2 separate regions of the Anas platyrhynchos genome follow, and region 1 is linked to region 2. A link is a contact called in public Hi-C data. All regions are on one chromosome and are shown on one strand. The core of a region is the stretch at or near the end of the contact, and the rest is flanking DNA. Distances in the headings are between cores, read along the strand shown.

Region 1 (6,625 bases), core at 728-3,227, 300 kb after region 2:
TAATAATTGTATCCGTACTCAAACATACATGCATGCATACTATACTTCTGTAATCATAAAACCCTTAGCAACAACAAAAACGTAAAGAGTCATGAATTAAGTTATTTTTTCCAAGTGCCAGTTTGAATATGCCAAGACAAACCCAGAAGTCCTGCTGCTAGCAGGCATTTCCTGAAGAGATATATCTACCACAGAAAGAAAAACACTACCCAGCTCCATCTCAAATTAAATGTCAAGTACAGCTGTTTATAAATAAACACTTATTAAAAACAAATGAAAGCTATGAAAAGAATAGTTTGACTTAGAATCGAAGAAGATGCAGGCCTCACTCTAATCAGAAATTTCTGAGGAAATACAAAGAACTAAGGGTGCAACTAATATCCATTTAGAGAATTCTGGGAGTCCAAACTCAGCCAAGGTCAATGTGACTTCACAGTCCTATTTAAAGTCTTTCAGTGAGGGACTAGACCCGCAGAGGATGTGATGGTGAGGTGATATGTAGATTTCCATAGCTCTTGCTTGCTTCTTAGACTGAATTCATTACTGTTGCTTTCTCTACATAAAGGGTACTGAAATAATTATTTCAGAATAGCTTTATTAATCTTTTTATTGGGCTCCATTAAGAATCTAGTAATTATGTGGGATTACAGCATGTAATTAACCCTCTAACCAAAAATAAATAAATGAACACAAAGATCACAGTTTTGTAGCTATTGCTTGCCAATCCACAAAGCTTCCATGCCATGAGGTATTTTCAGAGGCATGGTAGTGATGTTACCAGTGATCGAGCTGATTGCTGAACTGTGCACCTCCACCTGTGAGCAGGAATTAGTGGCACAGGTGACAAACCTGGCATGTATGTAAGCAGCTGAGTGGCATGCAGCAGGGCAGGACACAGGGCCTGGGGACATGGCATCCTGAGGTGCATTGGTGAGAGACAGTAGCTCCCAACTTCTGGGAAAGAAGGATATTGCTTTCTGTGAGAACTGCTTTTCCCTGAGGAAAACCCAAGGGTTTTACATACATCCAAAGCTTGGCATGACATTGACCTCTGGTTTGAAGAAGTGTCTGACTTTGGACTTGCCATCTCAGGGTTCCCAGCCATGTGACAGAGCACAGTGCTGGTATCAGCCATTTTACATAGGCAGATGAGCAGCATTTCCAAAGGCAACAGTACATTTCTGTGATCAGTAGCACTATGAGTATCCACCCACACTACACAAGACAAATTCATGCATGCTGTTTTGATAGTGTCATGCACAAAGACAAAACCTAATGACCACACATATGTGCAAACATACAGCCTGTACGTAAAGCTTTATGCAAGGAAATACACCTTTGAAAATCTGGGCCCAGGATTATGCACACTGCCTCTAAACGAGTTCTTGCAATGTACGCTGGAGTAATTTAAGAGGTTATTATTCTCAGCTGCCTGCCCACACAGACAGGAGTTACTACCCAAAAGCTAAGATTTATTGCAGTTTCACTGAATACACCAGGCTGTGACCTCTGTAGCTGAGAGAAGGGTATATCACCCTTTCTGCTGCCTCTGCTACTGGGGTAATAATGTCTGGCAGAAAAATGGAGCAGGAATTTTAAATCACTCCTACACAAATAACCAAAGTTCATCTTGAGGTTCTCTCAATAAGGCCAAACTAGACCAATGTCCTTACACTTCTCTGCTGCCTTGCCCCCTTGACTGCAGAGTCTTTGTGAAGTTCAGAACCTATCAATCCATCCAGTAAAATATTTGACACTGGTAGATGTGTTAAAAAGGGGAACAAAACTCATACCTTCTGCAATTAGTCAGGAGAGGAAAAGCAGGTAACAATAGATGAATCATGTTATTGAGCATTAAAAGGAAATCTCATTTTCTGGAAAGTCTTCCAGCTTTCAAATTCCTCTGGAATATCCAACACATCTCTCTTTCCAACAGCGGGGTTTTAAGTAAAGGAATGCTCTAAACTGGAGCCAGAACCTCGGGAGATTTAGCAGACATAACATAGGTCCCGTTTTCATGCCCCTGATTGTACTCAGTTCTGTAGTTCAAGCTTCTTATCTCTGTTAGTGTAACTGTAAATTAGCACAATATGTTCTTTAACCAACCATGTCAGCAGACCCCACATTGCTTGCCAAATAATTATCTTCAAACTTCAAAGTCACCCTTGGAGGCTTTTACGTATGGCATTGTAACTTTTAAAAATAAAATTTTTATATATTCTAAATCTAAGCAATGATTAATCACCAGCTGATAGAGTTGAAGAATGTCCTCATGTGAAAGTATCCACGAAAATAGCTTGCTTTGCAGAAGCAGGGTGATACCTAGATGAAACTGAGGGGTGAGAACATTATTTTTCATTCAAGATAATGTCAGAGACAAGAAAGCTTCCTTTTCTGAGTGAGAAAGCTGACAGACAGAAACTGCCCCTCAAAACACCAGCAAGACACAAGGCTGGTCAGAACTGAGACAGTGAAAATGTCTAATGTGACAGTAATAGGGGTAAAATCAAAAGAATAAATCAATTTGGCAAAAACCAAGAATTACTCCTGATATTTCTTGTTGAAGTGAAAGGAAGCCTTGAGAAAATTCTTCATGTTGCATTCAACATTTCATTTGACTCAATTCTGTCTTTGATGCTGGTAATAAATACAATAGAAATGTTGAGTTGGAGTGACAACACTGTCAGGAGGCTGCAGCAGAGGAAGACCAGCAGTTAGTAGGGCACATACCTTGTGGGGGACAGGGCCTACACCCTAGCTGTACTACTACTGCTCAAATGCATACCAATACAATAGAGGTTGGAGGGTAAAAAATTGCATTGTTTCAGAGGTATCAAGAGAACATCTGCCTTGTTCCAGGTGGCAAAGATGTTTGTTTTGCATGTGGGTGATGAAGCACAGTGACCTCAGCCCCAAAAGAGCAATAAGGCCAAATCTGCAACAGATCCCTTGGGCCTCAACTTCTATGAAATTTGGCTCGTCCAAAACAAAACCTTGGAAACCAAACCAAGACTTTCATTATTATCATTTCCACCCCCCAGCTGAATTTTGACCTGACTTGAGCGGCATTGCCAAGAGAACTGCAAACACGGGGTTCTGTCAGGAATATAAAATGATTCCCCACATCCCCTTGAGACTGGGCACAAATGCTGCTGGGGCTTGGATGCAGAGGGAGGCAGGCTGGTGTTGTTCGATGGAGGAACGAGTGCGTGTTTGCATGATTTATTGCGTGAGCCCTTGCGTGAGCAGGCACACATAGAGATCTGGTGGACAGCAGCCAGCAAGCACCGAAGGTGACAGCTTATGCTGAGGCCCTGGCAGGAAGCCCAGCAAGGGAAGCTCTTTGCATGGTGTGCTGATGGAGGGCACTTCCAACAGCAAGCGAAGAAAACAGTTCCCCCATCCAACTCGTTCCAAATTCATGGCAACAGGATCTTGTAGCGGTTTGTCCTATTAACAGAAACACCCGGCACTGCTCTGCATAATGACTAACTCTTGGTGACAACCAGGACAACAGAGCAAGGCCTGGAGCATGAGTAAGACCTGTGCTCCCCAGGACTGTTACACAAAACCGGCTCACCAGTTGCCTTTGCTTAGGTAAATGTCACATGTGCTAAATAAAGGCTGTGACTAATTGATTTCTACTGGGAAGGAATGAGGAAAAACAATTGTTTTGTTGTTGTTTTTATTTTTAATACATCCAATTACTGTAGACTAGCAACAGTTGCCAGGACAAGCTGTTCCAGTTTCATTCCCAGTGCCAGGGAAACGGGCCATTTTAAGGAGTGGTTCATATGGGCAAAGAAACAGAAATACCCAAAAAGCCAAAGTGTCGACATACAGTAAAGCATGCTTAAGAAAGCTGGCAAACTACTTGGGATAAAAGCCCCTGAGAGAGGCTTCTGAGGTGAATTATTACAGATTTATTGTAGTTTTAGAGTTGTAAGCAGCATTTGAAAGTGCAGAACAAGATCAGTGTACCTTACCTAGGCATGGTCTCCACAGGGATCATGGTTGCTCACAGTTAATCTATTTAAGAGTTTTCTGGTATATTGAGCTTTCTCTGGGTGCAGTCTAATAGTTACATTTTAAACCACCAGCAGCAGGAAATTATTTCATGTATGGGATTCAGATGAGAAGATTGAGACCTGTGCTAGACCAATTCTGTACCACAAGGAAGTAACAAGAAAATTCCTGCCAAAGGAGGACCCTTGCTGCTGTGTCCCACCTTCCCCGCTGCATTTAGGGCTTCTTTGGGAATTTTGTTTTCATCAGAGCCTCTATTCATGAAACAGGAATCCATCAGTACTGCCCTTAGATTCTGGATGGAAAAAGGCGGTTTGTATCCCAGAGTACTTGTAGCAGGAGTTAGATTTGAGTTCAGTCATAATAAAGATGTATTAATTATGAATAATAATTTTGGTTAGTTATATTTAGGCAGGGTTTTATTGCTTCTTGAGTTCAAAATGGTTGTCTCAGGCCAATTTTTTTTTCTTCTCTCTAGTGTTTGTAAAATTATTTAGGCGAATCTGTACTGCTAAAGTAAGCAACCATGTATTTATCTCAATAACCTTCTAAAGTCAGCAGAAGTTGAATGAATCTGCCAGGTTATAATTCTTTAAAAAACAGCATCAGATTATTAGCAGCATCTTCAGCTCCAAGTATTTTAGCAAGCAGTCTCCTCTCTTCATCTTTTCAACTACAAATCCCCCACGCTTCTGGCTCCTTGATGTCTGTTTCGCATTGAGACAGTGCCCTTCCACAAGGGAAAGGCAGACTAAACCAATGAAATGAAATTGCCTTGTGAAAATTTGTTGTGATTTATTTTTTTTTTCTTAAATATTTCTATTCCACTGGGAGCTACGGACTATTTGCTGTGCATTCTTCTCTGTAAATAAGGTTTATTGTTTAGCCTACATATTCCATGAGATGCCACATGGTCTCCTATTAGCAAAAGAGGAGATTGCATCTGTGGGACCAGAGTTCAGTTGATGGAGGGGAATTACACACAAAGAAAGAAAACACAAACAACCTAACTATAACTCTTGCAAGACTGCAGCAGAATATCTGAACAGAAATTAGTGATTACTTTCTAACCAACAAGTCATTTTGAAGCAAGGATTTCTTGTGAATTTTTGTTCTTGAAAACCCAGTTTTCCATCTGAAGCAATTTTGAAAATGTGTGACTAGTCATTTACCTGCCCCTCTAAGCTTTTTGTTGGAATTAGATAAATTCTTTATAGTCAAGATTATATGTCCTATTTGTTCTGTGTAGTATACGGAACAGTTATGGTTCACCATAAAAAAAATACTACCTTTTAGATGAACAAGCGTAAACATCTTACATTTAGAACAAAAAAAATTCCAACGAGATAGAACAATTCCTTCTTTCACATGATGGCATATGCCAGCTAATTAGCCACATGGGACACCGAACACTGCAGGAGACACAGATGGCAATTTGGGGCTGATAGTCCTACCGCAATCGAACAGCACATTGTTTGTTGGCAGAATATATTGCCATTTTTGTGCTGAAGTCTGTGGAGTAATCATAGCAGCTCTTGGTCTTGATAGTTACAGCTACTCTCAGAGCAGATTCTCATGAACTTATTTTTAACAAAATAAGAGTTTTGAGTTTGACTATGGCTCTATGTATGATTGGAAGGTTTGAGTATTCTTCGTTTAATGCTCCTGCACATGTTCTTTGGCTACATCCTAGCTCCTAGACACACAACTTACTTTCCTTCCCCATTTTATCCCCAAGACCAGGGATTAAAGGACAGGGCACGTGGGTAGATGTGTTCTCCAACCATGACCCCAGATTAGATCATCAGGAAACCATGCTGCAGCTTACACTATGACATACACCAGTACAGATTACCTATTAATTTCTTGGTAGCATTGCATGGTAGTTATAAATGCTCATTTTAGTGTCTTGGGACCAATCTCTCTAATCCCTCTCTATCATCAATTAACTCAGTTTTAAATATTCAGGGTCCCTACAGAAGGGAACTCTCCCTATATTGAACCTGACAACCCTATATTAACTTTTTTGGATGTATTTCAAACATTTTTAAAATTGTCACAGTACTGGCACCATCACAAATCTCACCTGGTGATTTGGCACCCCTGTCAATTGGTTATCATTACTGTGATAGGGGAAATCAGTGGAGACAAGCTCTACGCTCATCTTGGTGCAGGTTTTAGATGCTGATCTTGTTCATGCCTAGTGTAGCAGAAAACAAGAAAGCCTACACAGACTAGAAACATCCCTTGAAGACTTCACATTCATTTTCAGAGCTAAAGAATGACTCAGGTAGTTCTCTGCAGAAAGATATCCTCACCCCATTGTTTTCTGATCCCCACTGTACTTTCATGAGGTTCTGACTTTACTGGAAAACTAAATAGGGCTATAGCAGATGCTGAAACAGTGGTATGCCACTTGGTTGGTATACTCCCTGGCATGACTTGACTTCTGCTGGTCAATATTTAGGCATGAGGTAAAGCATGGTCAAAACTTCCAGTAGACAACAAGAATGGGAAGAGCTTATCTGATGACAGAAGAGAGATTTTAGCCCCATCATTTCACTGCCACTTGCTTTGTGGGAAAGAGAACACCCTCTAC
Region 2 (6,162 bases), core at 3,482-5,981:
CTTTCTCAAGCAAAACTGCTAGAATTAATGTTATAGCTGGTGACCTCAGCTGTTCAGTCCCACAAAGAAGTTTCTAAAATAATTGCTCTTCTGCCTTCTTCATTCTTATTGTTTGACTTCTGATCTATGGCTTACTGGAAATAGTAAGGAATAGCCCATCAGTGCAGCTAACCAAAATTCTTTAATTCGGATACCTATTAATGCTATGTAGCTTATTTGGCATTGATGGGCACAGTATGCAATTTATGTGGTCAGCCCTAAGAATCAACTGATAAAGTATTTTATAACTATATATTTATTGACAGGAAGTCAGGTTCACTAATTCCCTTTGAAAGGAGGAATCAGTGAGTGCTTATCCATCCTAGAATGGATAAAAATTACTAGGAAAGCATATCAAAAATAGAAACAAAGGCACCATCAGATAAGCTCTGACAAAGCACTATGTTTGAATACTGTTACATCAATTACCAGTTTGCATCATGCTTAACAGCAGTCAGCATTAAAAATGAAAATGCATTGATTATCGTACATATTCATTTACTCACCTGTGTGCCTGAGAATATTAAAAAGAGAAGGATAGATAATGAGGGACCACACTATCTCATTTTTAAAGTTTTGCCTTGTGGTTTTCAAAAGGGAAGCCAAACTCCAGTGCACCTGTGACCCGAATAGTGGAAGGGGTGTAGAGTTATGGGGGCCACTCTGATCTCCGTACAGCACTGCTCCTGCTCCCGCTGCTCCCTGCTCCTCTGTCCCTGTGAATCTGGCAGCAGCTACAACCTCTTGAGCAGATGATGGGTAGTAGATACAGAGATGGAGATTATGGCTAACAACTACAATAAAAGTGTCTGACTCAACATTCCGAGTCACATTATCAACAGCCCTAGTATTGGGCCCCTATTTCAAATGCCCGCATTTTCCAAGCGGGAACATTTTTTCCCAGCTAACCTTTTAAAGAAAGCGCAGTGTTTAGAGATACCCACATCCCTGAGAGCCAGGCTCGCTGCCGTATAAGGCTGTGTTTTGCAGCGGGAGCCAGGAGTGCTCCCTCTCTGCCCAGGCCCCTCGCAGCCGCCCCAGAGTGGGCTCCAGCCTGGCTCCAGCTGGGATCCAGCAGCTGGGTGCAGGCCCCTGCTGGGTAGCACACCTACACAGCCAGCTGGTCCCCCAAAATTCACCAGTTCAAACCCAGCACTCGCTGCCGCTTGTGCAGCAGTGTTTACTCCTGCAAAGCACAGGGAGGTTGGAGGATAAAACAGAGACATAGCATGTTTCTGAGTGATACTCCGTCTGGTGCCAAAAGTGCTACCATAATGCCACTATTAAAGCTCCACACCTCGCACTGTCCTGTACTGCTGCTAACAGCCCTCATACTGAATGGCTTGGAAGTGAGAGAAGTTTTTAAGTTCTTTTTGCAGATCGCACAAGGTAGGAGAAATCACCGGGCACAGAGATTTAGTATTTGTTTTGCACTTACTGAAAACAAGACATCCGTTAACCCTGGCAGCAGTCAATAAGGTTTATCCCCCCAAAAAGATGAAATGTGACATGCTTAACTCCCCAAAACTACTGATAGTATTTCAGAATAAGATCTGTTACCACATTGTAGGTTTCTGAGGTGCTTTGTCTTGTTTTGTTTGCTGTCTTGATGTTGTTGATCTAATTCTATTTGCAGATAACAAGGTTAGATAAATTTGAAGGTTATATGAGTTGAAAGTTACGCGATGCAGTTTTCCTGGCCCAATAGCCCTAATCAGAACTGAGAAAGGGAATAAGCCATTTATGAAAGTAGAATTCATACTTCTCAGCCAGCTGAAACTGGGAGCAGTTTGTTCCTAGATTTATTTTTTTAATTGGATACAGTTTGAGCAGATGCCTGCAAGAGCCATTACATAGTAGCAGCTACTTAGAAGGACCCTGGAATTCATTAGTGCTGTTACAAACAGATATTTAAAGGGCTGAAGTCAGTCTTTTAATAGACAAAATGGCTGTAAAAAGACACAAATATATTTATCTGTCCAATCCTTTATTTTATTTAAGTTAAATTGACATCCAGAACAAAACTTACAGGAAATATCAGCATACCCATTTTCTCTTCTGCTAGACACTGAGCCACTGGAAGAACATTGTAAAGTTCAACACGAGATAATTTCTTCCATTAGAAATGCTTTTGCACTTCCTCTTCTGCTGTAGTAATACTATTTTATCATTTCACCTACAACCACAGTATCTAATCCCCATTGCCTTGTTCCAGCCTCTCTGTTTCCTTGCCTTCAGCCTTCTCATTCTTGGCTTGTTCTCTCTGATTGGACCTCGGTAACTTCTCACCGAGAAGTTCAACATAGACCTGCTCTCACAGCTTTCCTCCTCTTCATCTGTTCTTCAGCTCCTTTTCTAACTCCATTGTTGCTTTGCATGTTCTGGTGTGCTGACTTCCCCTTGCTGTTTGCTGTTCTTGCCTCAATTTTCTGTTTTTCATCTTCTAACAGGGTTCAGGCCATCCTGTCTCTTGCCTTCTACCCGCTTTCCAGTTGTTCTTCCCAAGAAGTCTCTTGTTGAAGAAATTGCCTACATATTCAAACACCTTGCTGCTATGAGGAGTTGCTTCATCATAGCCTTCCTGCAGTCTGGACTCCTGTGCTATCTCCTCCTGGTTCTTTTATTTACTCATTGGAAATATTCTTGCTTCTCTCCCACCTTCTCTTTGTACTCCATAGATCTCATACTATGAACTAGCATTTACAGTTAGTCTGCTGGCTACTGTTCCTTCCCTAACTGTTTAATTCATATTCCATCTCCCTGGTAAAATATTCCCAATGTGGTTATCTCATTTGCAAACATTATTAGATTAAAATATATATTTAGTTTATATTTAGTTTCAGAAGTGCAAAACTTATCACACAAGTAAAATACTCTAACATACTACCTATAGTGTATGTTTACTGTTGTACTTGGATTAAATCAGAAATGTTCTGCTGACTACCATAGGTACTATAATGTTAATGTACAAACAGCAAAGGGTATTGACCTTATCTCAAATGGTAGAGGAGTGTTCTTTATCATCTATTCATGCTTTCTCAAAATTCCCTTCTCTGCTGAAGATACAGGCTTTAAATCTTTGAAAAAAAAAATAAATAAAAAAATAAAAAATAAAAGTTTTGCACAATTCTCTCTCAATGGCTTTTGCATGTTTGTATTGCATGTTTGGCCCAATCTTACCACATTAATTAGTACACAGTCACACACTGTCTCAGATGGGAGGCAGAAACCGATAACTGAAAGCTGTTAAAAAGCAGATTCTTTAAACTACCTCCTACCTGCTCCTGAGTCTGTAAGCACTCTTTCTCTGAAGTCTAACAGCCCTAAACAGCCAATGACCTATGCTAATCTATTTGCCTTTCCACTGGATCATAAGGGACAAAAGTAAAGACTCATTCAGACTCATTCTGTGGTGGTGGGTGAGTGCCATCAGGAAAGCGCTGCCATTCCTGGCCAGCCCTCACCTACAAGGTTTCATTTCCACAGACATGCAGGAGAGGCTGGAGAAGGCTGGTGTGCAGACCTAGCTTTGATGCAGAGTTAGGATATGGCCAGAGCACACAGGCTGGCTCATAAATGTGGAAGTGCTCTGAGGTCTGGTAATGCGGGTGTAACTACAGCCATGAAATTGCTTCAGCTGAGGTGCAGGGACTTTCAGCAACCCCAGGATTTCAGCTGTTATTCTCCACCTCTTCCTCCAACTTTCTTTGGCCCACTCAGGGCATTCCAGCTATTCTGCACCATGGTGAGGGTTGCCCCTTGGCCAGTTTGGCTGGCTCCCTTCTGATCTCTGACCTCCTAGATGAAGACATAAGAGAGTAGTCAGCAAGACAGGATGCAGGCTGAAGGTCAGCCTGGATATACCTATCTAAGCACCCAGGGAATGACAGGGTCACTTGGTGGCCAGTAGCTATTACAATATTTAGGAAGGTCACAGAAGCCCTGGAATATCAGCTTCACAGACTGAAACACATGTTGTAATAGTCTGAAAACCGATATCATGAGAGAGAAGCCAGGACCCAGGTGCGACTTTCACAGTTGAACCCTGCCAAAGTGAACACATTGCACATAGCAATTTGAGTAAAAAGAGGGAAAAAGAGAAACTCAGACATAATCTTCTTCTGGGAAACAGGAAGCTTGCTTTATTACATTTCGTGTGAGTGACCTTGCAGAACATTTCTGTATTGCAGAGTGTAAGACTTCATGTCCTAAAAAGAATCAGAAAAGGAGAGGGGACTACATTTTGCCTGGGGTAGATGGCTACTACAGTGTAGGGAAGCTGTGCCAGCGTATGCCACAAAGACTTTGGATCAAGGTTTCCTGTGACCGAAAAGCAATGCCAAACTTGCACTGAAAAAGGACTATCCCCAATAGGGAGCCCAAGACACGGGTACAAAGCTGATCCACACTGCACTCAGCTTCATCCTCCTGGGAGCAACCTTTGCTGGCCACGGCCTGCACGACCTAACCCACCTCCTCCTCCTACTTCTGCACCGCACAATTCTTTCAGCAGCTTCTCTTCTCTCCCCTCTGCCGCCTTCATTGAATTACGGGCAGATCTGCCAGAGGAAAGCAGGTCTGTCAGAGTGTTGCTGAAACAGGCCTGCGCACCCCTGCCCGGGGGCAGGCACCCCTTGGGCCCGCTGGCCGCGGTGGGGCGGCGGGGCTGCGGGAGGCGGCGCGACGCCTTGTTTACTACGGGCCCCGGCGCTGCTCCGGCCGCCGCCTCTGCCCCCATTCGTTCTCGGCGGTGTTTGCTCGCTTCTGCCCGTCCCCTTTCGGGGACCCAAGGGGATCGCGGTGAGGGCTCGGCTGTCTTATCGTGGAAGGCAAGAGCGGTCCTCCGGGGCTGCCTCCGCCCGGCCCCCGGAGCAGGAGCAGCGCTGGCAGCAGGAAAACAGCTCGCCTTAACCATTTCCTTGCGGAAGGAGGAACGCTGCCCTCAGTGCCTCTCCCCAGCCCGGAATGATGCCAGAGCTCGACCTTTTCCTGATGCAAATCTGCTTATCAAGTACCTGACTTGCACTTAAGAGAAATGTATGTGTGGGGTACCGTGCAGACTGTGCCTCCTCATCTTTATACAGTGCTTTTATCAGGATATGCGGGATTATGCGAGCAGTTTACACACACATGCAAATATACAGCAATGCAATTACAAGCTAGAGTGCATAATGCAAACAGATGAGCCACCCGCAGAACTGGCAGAAGACAAATATCTGTTTTAACTGCTGGCTCTTTTCTGAGGTACCAGTAGCACAGCAGTCACCCAGCTGAAGCAATGGAAAGAAACACGTGATTCACCTTGGTGCATTTCTCATACGTCACAAATTCTTCCCTATCTGAAATATGAGGGGCCAGAACTTCCTAGGAATCCTTCTGCCAGGGCTGTCCTTGCATAACAGAAGTATCTATGTGTGGGCTGCGAAATAAGCTCCCTACTTCTACCTGTGGATTTCTGTTCCTGGCCCCAAAACTACGGAATTCTCTGCAACAGCTTGCAGTGTTTTTAAGGGCATATGAGAAAATGATCCTTCAGAAATACCCTAACATACCAGCTGTTAAAAATAATAAAAAATAAATAATAATAATTAAATAAAATCTTCAAATATCCAGAGAAATATATCTTTGCGTAAAACAGAATTCATCCCTTGGTATATAATTTGTACAAAGCTAAGATAGCATGCTTCTTTACAGTCATATTTTATTTGACAACACAAATGACGAGAAACAGAAAGCCCACTGCAGAAGTCAGCCTTGACACATAATGCCAGTGCAACCAAGACCCCCTCAGCTTGGGGGGAGCATAGGGATGTCAGCACAGGGAGCACACATGTCCATGTGCAGGATTTCTCTGCTCACCAGGTCCGGCTTTGAAGAAAAGCCCTGAAGATGTTTTGCTTTGTTCCTGCATTGTATTTTTAGACAGCATAATAAGAGAAGCTTAGTCCCTTTTCAGCTGTGCTAAAGGACATGCTGATTCCCAAGCTGAGTGAACAGATACTCTCGTATTAGGAGAGATCAGGAAGAGTGCTGATTTGCAGCCCTTTCCCACTGCAGTCTTAAGCAAACAGAGTTTAATTAAATCAATAATGGTCAAAACTACTTTGGGCAGAGAGGACTTTC

Evidence for each region. Hi-C and Micro-C count contacts between places; a contact is called where the count stands out from the background.
Region 1: a Hi-C map of small yellow follicle shows a contact between it and region 2, with 2.8 times the contacts expected there. The contact joins two enhancer-like sites. A contact is called at or near these places in 2 of 8 Hi-C or Micro-C datasets (F5 follicle and small yellow follicle).

What each region holds. Positions count from the first base shown.
Region 1 is chr1:146,146,129-146,152,753 of IASCAAS_PekinDuck_T2T, forward strand. No RefSeq gene overlaps it. Among named protein-coding and RNA genes, the nearest start is that of IRS2, 100 kb to the left of the region's middle. Within about 2 kb of position 1,978, at least 3 of the 8 cell types and tissues checked have an H3K27ac peak or open chromatin away from gene starts, as enhancers often do. A contact at or near this core is called in F5 follicle and small yellow follicle, where this site is marked.
Region 2 is chr1:145,840,745-145,846,906 of IASCAAS_PekinDuck_T2T, forward strand. No RefSeq gene overlaps it. Among named protein-coding and RNA genes, the nearest start is that of IRS2, 200 kb to the right of the region's middle. Within about 2 kb of position 4,732, at least 6 of the 8 cell types and tissues checked have an H3K27ac peak or open chromatin away from gene starts, as enhancers often do. A contact at or near this core is called in F5 follicle and small yellow follicle, where this site is marked.